Linked DNA regions of Zea mays: region 1 is linked to region 2. A link is a contact called in public Hi-C data. All regions are on one chromosome and are shown on one strand. Each heading gives the region's core, a stretch centred on a gene start, on an enhancer-like site or on the middle of the called end of the contact. The rest is flanking DNA. Distances are from core to core; before and after follow the strand shown. Region 1 holds the start of LOC100856944 (MKI67 FHA domain-interacting nucleolar phosphoprotein-like). Region 2 holds the start of LOC103653427 (probable alpha,alpha-trehalose-phosphate synthase [UDP-forming] 10).

Region 1 (4,049 bases), core at 119-2,618, 640 kb after region 2:
TAACACTGGTTATTATCATCTCAACCAACTAAATGTTTTAGTATTTGTTTCAGAAGTCCATGTTACGTTTTAATTTCAACAGATATATGTGCTTTTTGAAAAGCTAAAAGTCACTTCTGATAACCAATGTCACATCAAATGCATTTGTGCCCATGTCTTCTCACACCACAAGCTTATCTGAATAATTAAAACCCAGACTACATGGAAAATCAATTCTACTTCTCCCATATTATAAGGATAAGCGCAAAAACAAACAGAATATAGTAGTCAAATCTAATAGGCACTTAGAGAGCCTTACAATTTAGGATGAACTTTCTCTGGCTCAACAAGTGCAACTTGCAAGGTGCGCTCAAACAAGAGATAGTTATTCATCTCATCTGCTACGACCTTTGCCACCTGTTACACCAAAGCACATTAGCAACCAGCAAATAGCATACATTTGCTGCAATTAGATATGAAATAAGGTTCTTACAGCAGGGTTCTCAAACTCAATGAATCCATAGTGCTTGGACTTTCCTGTCTGAAAATATCATGAAACCATAAGTTATGGGCTCACCAAAAAAAAATAGCACAGAAATCATGGCATGTGCCATTCTAAACATACCTTGCGGTTACGAGCGATCCTAAGCCTCTTAATATCCCCAAACTGCTTAAAGAACCCTGCAACAATAGCAGCAGCAACAAAAGAGTGCCTTAGCACAATGACTCGTGCATCCAGCACTTTAATGTCGCATTAATATTTCACCACCAATGGAAGGAAACATACCTTTCATCTCGTCCTCGTAGAAACCATGGGGGATATGCCCAATGTAGACGATTGTGGCTGTGTTTTCGGGCTCTTCAGGCTGCTGCACCTTCAGATGCTTCTTACCGGGGCCTCCTTCCAGCGGCTGCACCAAGCGCAAGACGCAACAACACCACCAAGGATTAGCACAAAAAATGGACCTATTTTTCCAATCTCACGGAAACCCAGGAATGGTGTGTGAGAACCACGCACCAGGAAATCCTTGCCCTCGCCTGGGCGCGGTGCCGCGGTACGGCGCGCGAGCACTCGCTTCTGGTTCCGCTTCTTATCTCGCATCCCCATCTCGCCGGACCCTCCTCCTCTCTACCTGCACAGTCCTGCGGGACGCCGCCGTTCGCGAGAGTCAGCGAGGGTGGCAATCAGACCAACGCGGGAGGACCTCAAGGAGGGTCAAATGGAACTGAGAGATTCGGTGGGCTTCCCGTACCTATACTGCGTTCGTCAGGCGCGGCGGAGGCGGGAGGCGCGGCGGAGGCGGAACTGGAGGCGACGCGGCAGGGAGAGACGAGGCGACTGGCGAGGAGCCGTCACGAGGATGGGCAAACGAAGGAGGGGTTAGGGTTTGGGCATTCCGGTGCGAGGGTAGTATTGATGGACCTGCGGCGGATGTCTTGGGCCGCGGCCCAAAATTAGAAAGACTTATGGGCCGCTTGCTTATTTTATAGTACATTTACAGGATATGCGGTCCTTGGGTCTAGTTGGTTGTGGTTAAGTTGGACCTTTCGCGACTCTTCAAACTAGCGAGACAAGGAAAGATTAAAACAACCTTTCCTCTTTATTTGAAGAAGAAACACTCCATTTAGTTAGAGACACATTTCTTCCTAGCTACCGGAAAGGAGAGAACGGGAGAGAGACAGATAAGCCTTTTTTTGGCCTTCTAATTTAGCTCGATTTCGGAAGACAGTTCTTTCCTTTTAGGAAGTAGCTAGTAGAGGAGCCATCTATTTGGTAAATTTTTTAAGATGATATCGAAGAGGGGACCGACTAATATGAAAGCAGATATTATGTGCAAACGTGTAAGCAGCTCTCTTGATCCGTTAGATCTAGATCTAACTGTATGCTATACTTAACATTTAAATCATCACACCACCACCTCGTGTAGCTTTATAAAAAGTTTCTAACAAGCCACGATTATACATACGGTTGGATCTAAATCTAACGAACCAAGAGGACTGCTTACACGCTTGCATCTAATGACTGCTTGCATATTAGTCATTGTCATCGAAGAGATGTATCAAAGAGGGTCTGATTTTGATAATTAAATATACTCCTCCTGTCTAAATTATTACAATTTTACCTTCAAATATGGACAAACACTTTGTCTAGATAGACATTTCGTCTCAATCCAATCAGTTCTGGACTATTTTTCTTCTCGCTTCCTTCCCATATGTTTTCTCACCTTTCACATTCTTTTTTCTCCTTAGACTACCTCCAGGAGACTCCCTCACTCTATCCTTATTTAGCACGGCCAACAATATACAACGAGATTGTGCATCCATCCCGTTTCTAGCAGACTCTGTATCCCACTAGATAGGGTTGGAAAATAAGCTCGAGTCTCGCGAGCCAGCTCGAACGAGCCGAGCCCATTTTTGCGAGCTCACTTTTGTAGCGAGCCAAGCCGAGCTGGCTCATTCCAGCTCACGAGGCGGCTCGCGAGCTATGTCAAATTAACCAATTTATAGAATAATGATAAATATTAGATAATTTTATGAATAATAACTCGTTTTTAGTCTTTGATGATGAATATATTACAATTATAATTTAAATTACTTATAATGTTGAATGACGGTTCCATATTTTGAATTTTTATAATGTTAATTCACTAAATAATGCAATAATAAGTATGAGGAAATGGCTCGCGAGACGAGTCAAACCTCTTTCTCTAGCTCGCCAAGTGGACAAGCCGAGTCGAGCCGAGCCTGTTTAGTAATCGAGCCGCGTCGAGCGAGCTTGGCTCGGCCCGTTTCCAACCCTACCACTAGGGGTAGATATCAAGCCATCTCGGCTCGATCGAGCTTGAGCTGGCTTGGCTCGACTCGTTAAGCAATCGAGCCAGAGAACCAGCTCGGCTCGTTTGCGAGTTCGAGCTGGCTCGTTTAGCTCGCGAGCCACAACAAAAAATAATGTACATGTATATATATACAACAATATAATTAATTACTAGTTAATTTCATAGTAATTTAGCACTATAAAAGATTAATAATACTCATAATTCCATATATCACACCATTTAAACCCTAAATTAACATAATTTATTCCTTATTAATTAATCCAATACAAGTATAGGCTTTGTTTTGCTGATAAATGCTAGCTCATTCGAGATAACGAGCTAGCTCGAGCTCGTGTCGAGCTGGCTCGTTAACGAACCGAGCTGAGATGTTAGCTCAACTCGTGACAAAATTGAAATGATCCGAGTCGAACGAGCTCACGAGCCACGAATATTTTGTCGAGCCCTATATCCCACTCCACATCCTCATAATTCTTTGCGTGGAGGGAAGAGACACCGGAGGGATGGGGAGCCTGAACCTGCGGCACGCATTTTACACAGCCTTATACGGAGTCTGCTAGATCGCTGAACAATAACTTACATCATGTAAAATAGGGATACACGGCCACATACGGAGGCTGCTGGAATTGGTCTTAAGGTTGTCCACAACGGATCATATAAAATAGAAGATTTGTATTGTAGATTATATTATTTATAGAGTGAAATTTGAAATAGGGAATGAGATAAGAAAGGGATAGAATAGCTGCCAGAGGTAGCCTAATAATATATATAGAGAGAAAGGGGAGTGCTCCATTACTTGTGGTTCAATAGTAGAGGCTTAAAGGTGTATTAGTAGAATGTCTGTGCATTCCGACGGCATATTAATCATATTTGATGGTATTGTGTAATGGTTGTACGATACGTGGGGGCCCAACGGTAATCAAGTGTGATGGACTCTCCCAGAAAAATAAATATAAAAATAAAGTGGACCCTCCCTACGAAATAATTAAAACTAAAGTGGACATATGGCACACCTACCACATATTAAACTAAAGATTTGCACTTTATCTTAGTCAAAAGACCGAGAAAGATATGAGTCGAATAGAAGATCTGCCCCCCCCTTTATAGTTAACTTGACCACTCATCCACCTTCAACTAGCGAGGTGGTACTATCCGAGAGCACTATGTTGTGTGCGGCTTCATGTCATGTTGGGCTTGTGTATTTTCTCAAGGCACATCTAGGAGATAACGACCCAT
Region 2 (4,176 bases), core at 879-3,378:
ATTCTACCCTTGAATATGTTTTTCATTCCTTTATGTTCGCACGCATGCAAACAAAACTGTTGTCCAAGTCACCATGCCGACCAGGTCATGTATTGCACCTTGCTCCAAATCAGGACTTTGGTCCTGGACTGCACCTAGCTCCGACACTAACTGAGCATGCGAGGAATTGCGCTGACCGTCACATAGAAAGGCCCGTACCAAAACTGCGAACGAACTAAGATAAAACCCCAAATAATCCTTATGGATTACTCGGATGCTACATCTAGTAGATGCGTCTGCGCACACCCGAGACTATAAGTTCCTAATGCGAAAAGCCAACGAACAACTCCAAGGAGTTGCACGAAGGCTCGAGGACTACTAGCGGGTACCTAGGAACAGGGTACCCAAAGTATGCCCATGACTCTTGGCGGCCCATCTAAACCAACCAAAGTCTCGCCGAGCAACTCAACGAGGTAGACTAACCGACCAAACTCTATCGAGCAACTCTACGAGGAGAACCGACTAACCGGGTCCCACCGAGTAACTCTGTGAGGCGGACTGGCTGACCAAACTCTACCGAGCAACTCTGCGAGGTGAACCAACCGACCAAACCCTACTGAGCAACTCTACGAGGTGGACCGTTGACCAAGTCCTATCGAGAAACTCGGCGATGCGGAGGAAGCACAAGGCCCGCAGTAAGGGCCAGCACACTTGTGGGCCCCTGGAACCATGCCCTCCTGACACGCACGTGTCAGGAGCACGTCTGTACCCGACCAATGAGGATACAATGCAAGCACTGTTGCCCCACTCCAGCTATATATGGTAGAGCACGTCACCACACACGTATGATCTTGGATGACACCACAACACACCAGAGGGATGACAGAGAGTCCCTAACAATGGGATGGGGCATCGCTGCGTACGGTCCCCGATGCCCTCCGACTCTAACCCATGGGTCTCACCAGGCGTCACTACAGGGAAAACTCAGCACCGGAGTCGCCATAGTGACCCGCATACCTGTTAGATAGGAGCGATGCGCCATACCAGGTGTATGACCACACACGAACCAGAAGACAATGTCAGGAAAGTTACGTTAGTCGGACCACCATAGACAATAGGTTGCACCCTCCTTTGGACGACATGTACCTATGTAAGAACCCCCTTGAACTATAAAATGGAGGAGGTCAAACAGTCAAAGGACAGGAGCATTCAACTAGAGTTCTTCACTACCACATTCCCACACTTGCACCTGGTGTAACATGTTCCTCAGTGAGTACTACAATCAGTACTACACTGGACTAGGGCGCAAACATGAACCGATATAAACCCTCTGTTGGAATCCCTTGATTCATCATTCGGAGGGAGTCCACGCTAGCCTCTCTCACCGAACACAAATTATACTATGTCTCCGGTTTCTGAAACCACGACAACATGAATTATAGACTAATTATATAATACAAATCCTACCACCTACAAATATAGAACATGCAACGCATAGATTAAACATTTGCTAACAATAGATTAGCAAATCATAGACTACTTCGTTTGTTTAGTCTATGATTCACTCATATGATGCTACAGTAAAGATTTGTTAACCATAGATTAACTGACTTAATAAATTTGTCTCGTTGTTTCATTTTTGTTTATATAATTAGTTTTATAATTAGATCATATTTAATACTCGTAATTAATATTCAAATATTCAATGTAACATTGACTAAATTTTAGTTAGGGAACCAAACACTCTTAGGTGTCGGTTGGTTCACATATTTGTAACGTAATGAAGAACTGATAACGTTAAATTATGTTTGTTTTACTCTAACTGTAATCAGATACCACACTAGAAATTGATACCGTCCTATTTAAACTTATTATCACTTGTACTCGAGTTTAAATCATATTTACGTTATATTTCTGGTACTCGAGCTTAAATCATATTTACGTTATATTTCGTATCATATTTACGTTATATTTCGTGAACCAAATGATAATCTAAAGTTATTGATGAAAATTATTAGTATTAAAGACCATGCCGTCACCGGATTTGCTATATAAAATTACTTATTTTTTTGTTGAAAATATCCAAAAGTAAAGAGTCAATTCTGCCCTTGGACCATTGTACATACTGGGAATAAAATAAACAGCCAAAAGGCTATGTTATCCTCGATGACGGCACAAAAGGGTAAAACCTGGAAACACCTTGGAGCACCAGTTACCCACCCTACCTTCAAAAACAATCGCCTGAACCTGAACAAACGATCTCACGAGGTGCAGAGCAATTTCTCGCCTTTCTGTCTCGACATTTCTTGCAACCTCGCTCGCGTCCCCGTGTCTATCAGCCCCTCTCTCCCAACCCCGGGTCTGTAGTGTTCTCATAGGAGGAAAGCGAGAGAAGCAAGCAAGCGAGAAGCTGGAGCAGCGAACACCAAGAATTCGGTGCCGAAGCGGAGGCGAAGGGGAGGAGGACGAAGGGAAGGGCAGTGACCGAAGAGCGAGCGCGCCACGTTTGATCTGGGTGAGCATCGGCTTGTTCCGTGCTTTCGTAGTTTCGTTTGCCTTTTGCTGTTTCTCCGGGGTTCCGGTTGTCTCGTGGCTGCATAGTAGCCAGTAGGGCTGCTGGCTGCAAAAAGGTTCGATCTTGGCAGCAGTTTTGAACTGTACGGACCGGTGGTGATTTTGGTTTAGGGATTTTGATTTTTTTTGGTTGTCGCGTGTGGCTGCAATCTGCTTCTCTTTCTGGTCTCCTGTAGGAAGTGGATTTGGTTTTGGCCACCGTTCGTTTGAAATGATATCGAATGTGAAAAGGGGATGTTTTTTTCCTTCTGCAATAAAAAAATTTGATGCTGCTTTTGCAATCTCGTTCAGAACTTTCTAAACTTACATTCCCATTCTCTTTTGTCGCAAACATTTTTTGATCTAGTTATTACTGCAGTACCGTACAAACCACTCGGCCTGTTTGGTCCTTTTTGTTTCCTCGCACCAAGGACGGGCGTGAACGCGTACAGGGATGTTCGTATTCGCTGTTACATTGTTCTATCTATATGCACATCGTGCCATTTTGTCTCAGTTTGATCAATTTTAGGATGTGTTCTTTCACTGGCTCTGTTCGTTTCACGCAATAAATCAACTACCGGTTTAGATTCAGACGTTCAGTTTCATTTTTGGGCACGTTACTTGCCATTTTCGTTGAGAGTTTTGCATGCCAGATGTGTGCATTTCTAGCGATGGAAATCCAGAAAAGTGATTACTATAGCCATGTACTGTATACTTATAGCCATTAGCTTTTTTTCCCACTGGTTAGAACATTTTAAGGTTACAGTGTGATGTGTCTGATTGTGATCATAAGCCCAAGATCTCGCCCCATTAGCTGACCATGTTAACTAGTCACACTTCTGCATAGCAGCTATGGATTTGTTACAAGTGTAAACTCTGGCGCTGCTGGATGCAAATAGATTTGCTTTTTTTTCCATATAAATTGCTCGAAATTAACAAGGTGTGCTTAACAATTAACATCCTGTTGCAACTAGAGTGTTCAGCGGTATGATAGTATCTTGTGTAGGTCATCTCTGGCTGAATAGGTCTCGCATTTTTTTTCTGGAGTGGTGCATCGTCCATAATGGATCCTGGACACTCTCTGGATTGGGATGCCAAGTACTATGTGTCTGGAGGCTGCCGATTTTATTGTGGTTGATAAGAACGGGTGAGGACTGAACTGAGGGGGTGGTTGCATCATGCTGATGGAGGGTGGTAGTGGTACTGTAGTCGTGGTCCTGGTATTTCCTTTCTTATGTTTTCGTGGAAGGGCGCGTGGACCATCCTATTGTTTGATTATTAGTTCCTTTTGGAATTGATATTGTGGGCCTCAACGGAAGTAAATATGCTTGTATTTTGGATCTTTGGAGATGGGATGAGCTGGACTTGAGGACTTGTGTTCAAGACTTAGGTTGTAGTTATAGAAAAGCATCCTTGTTTCTCAGACCTCAATAAGGTCTCCACAAAGGTGTAGTCTAAGGCCTTGTTCGTTTCTACCGGATTGATGGGTCGGAACGATTCCTAACCGGATTGCTTCTCTAATTTATATAAATTTTGATTAGGTGGAACGATTCCGGGTGCAATCCGACGGAAACGAACAAGGCCTAACAGTCGATTGCCTATCTTTTTTTTTCTTGTTGTCACTGTTGTGCTGGAATGAAGTGT

Evidence for each region. A called contact is a pair of places that touch in the nucleus more often than the background predicts.
Region 1: a Hi-C map of ear shows a contact between it and region 2, with 2.3 times the contacts expected there. The contact joins the promoter of LOC100856944 here to the promoter of LOC103653427 in region 2. A contact is called at or near these places in 2 of 25 Hi-C or Micro-C datasets (ear and leaf).

What each region holds. Positions count from the first base shown.
Region 1 is chr4:79,991,534-79,995,582 of Zm-B73-REFERENCE-NAM-5.0, forward strand. It overlaps LOC100856944 (MKI67 FHA domain-interacting nucleolar phosphoprotein-like), which reads right to left and starts at 1,369. Exons shown (of 9, transcript NM_001254830.1): 1 at 1,233-1,369; 2 at 998-1,122; 3 at 767-890; 4 at 605-660; 5 at 473-520; 6 at 299-396. The coding sequence starts at 1,087.
Region 2 is chr4:79,353,511-79,357,686 of Zm-B73-REFERENCE-NAM-5.0, forward strand. LOC103653427 (probable alpha,alpha-trehalose-phosphate synthase [UDP-forming] 10) reads left to right here and starts at 2,129. Exons shown (of 5, transcript XM_008680333.4): 1 at 2,129-2,494.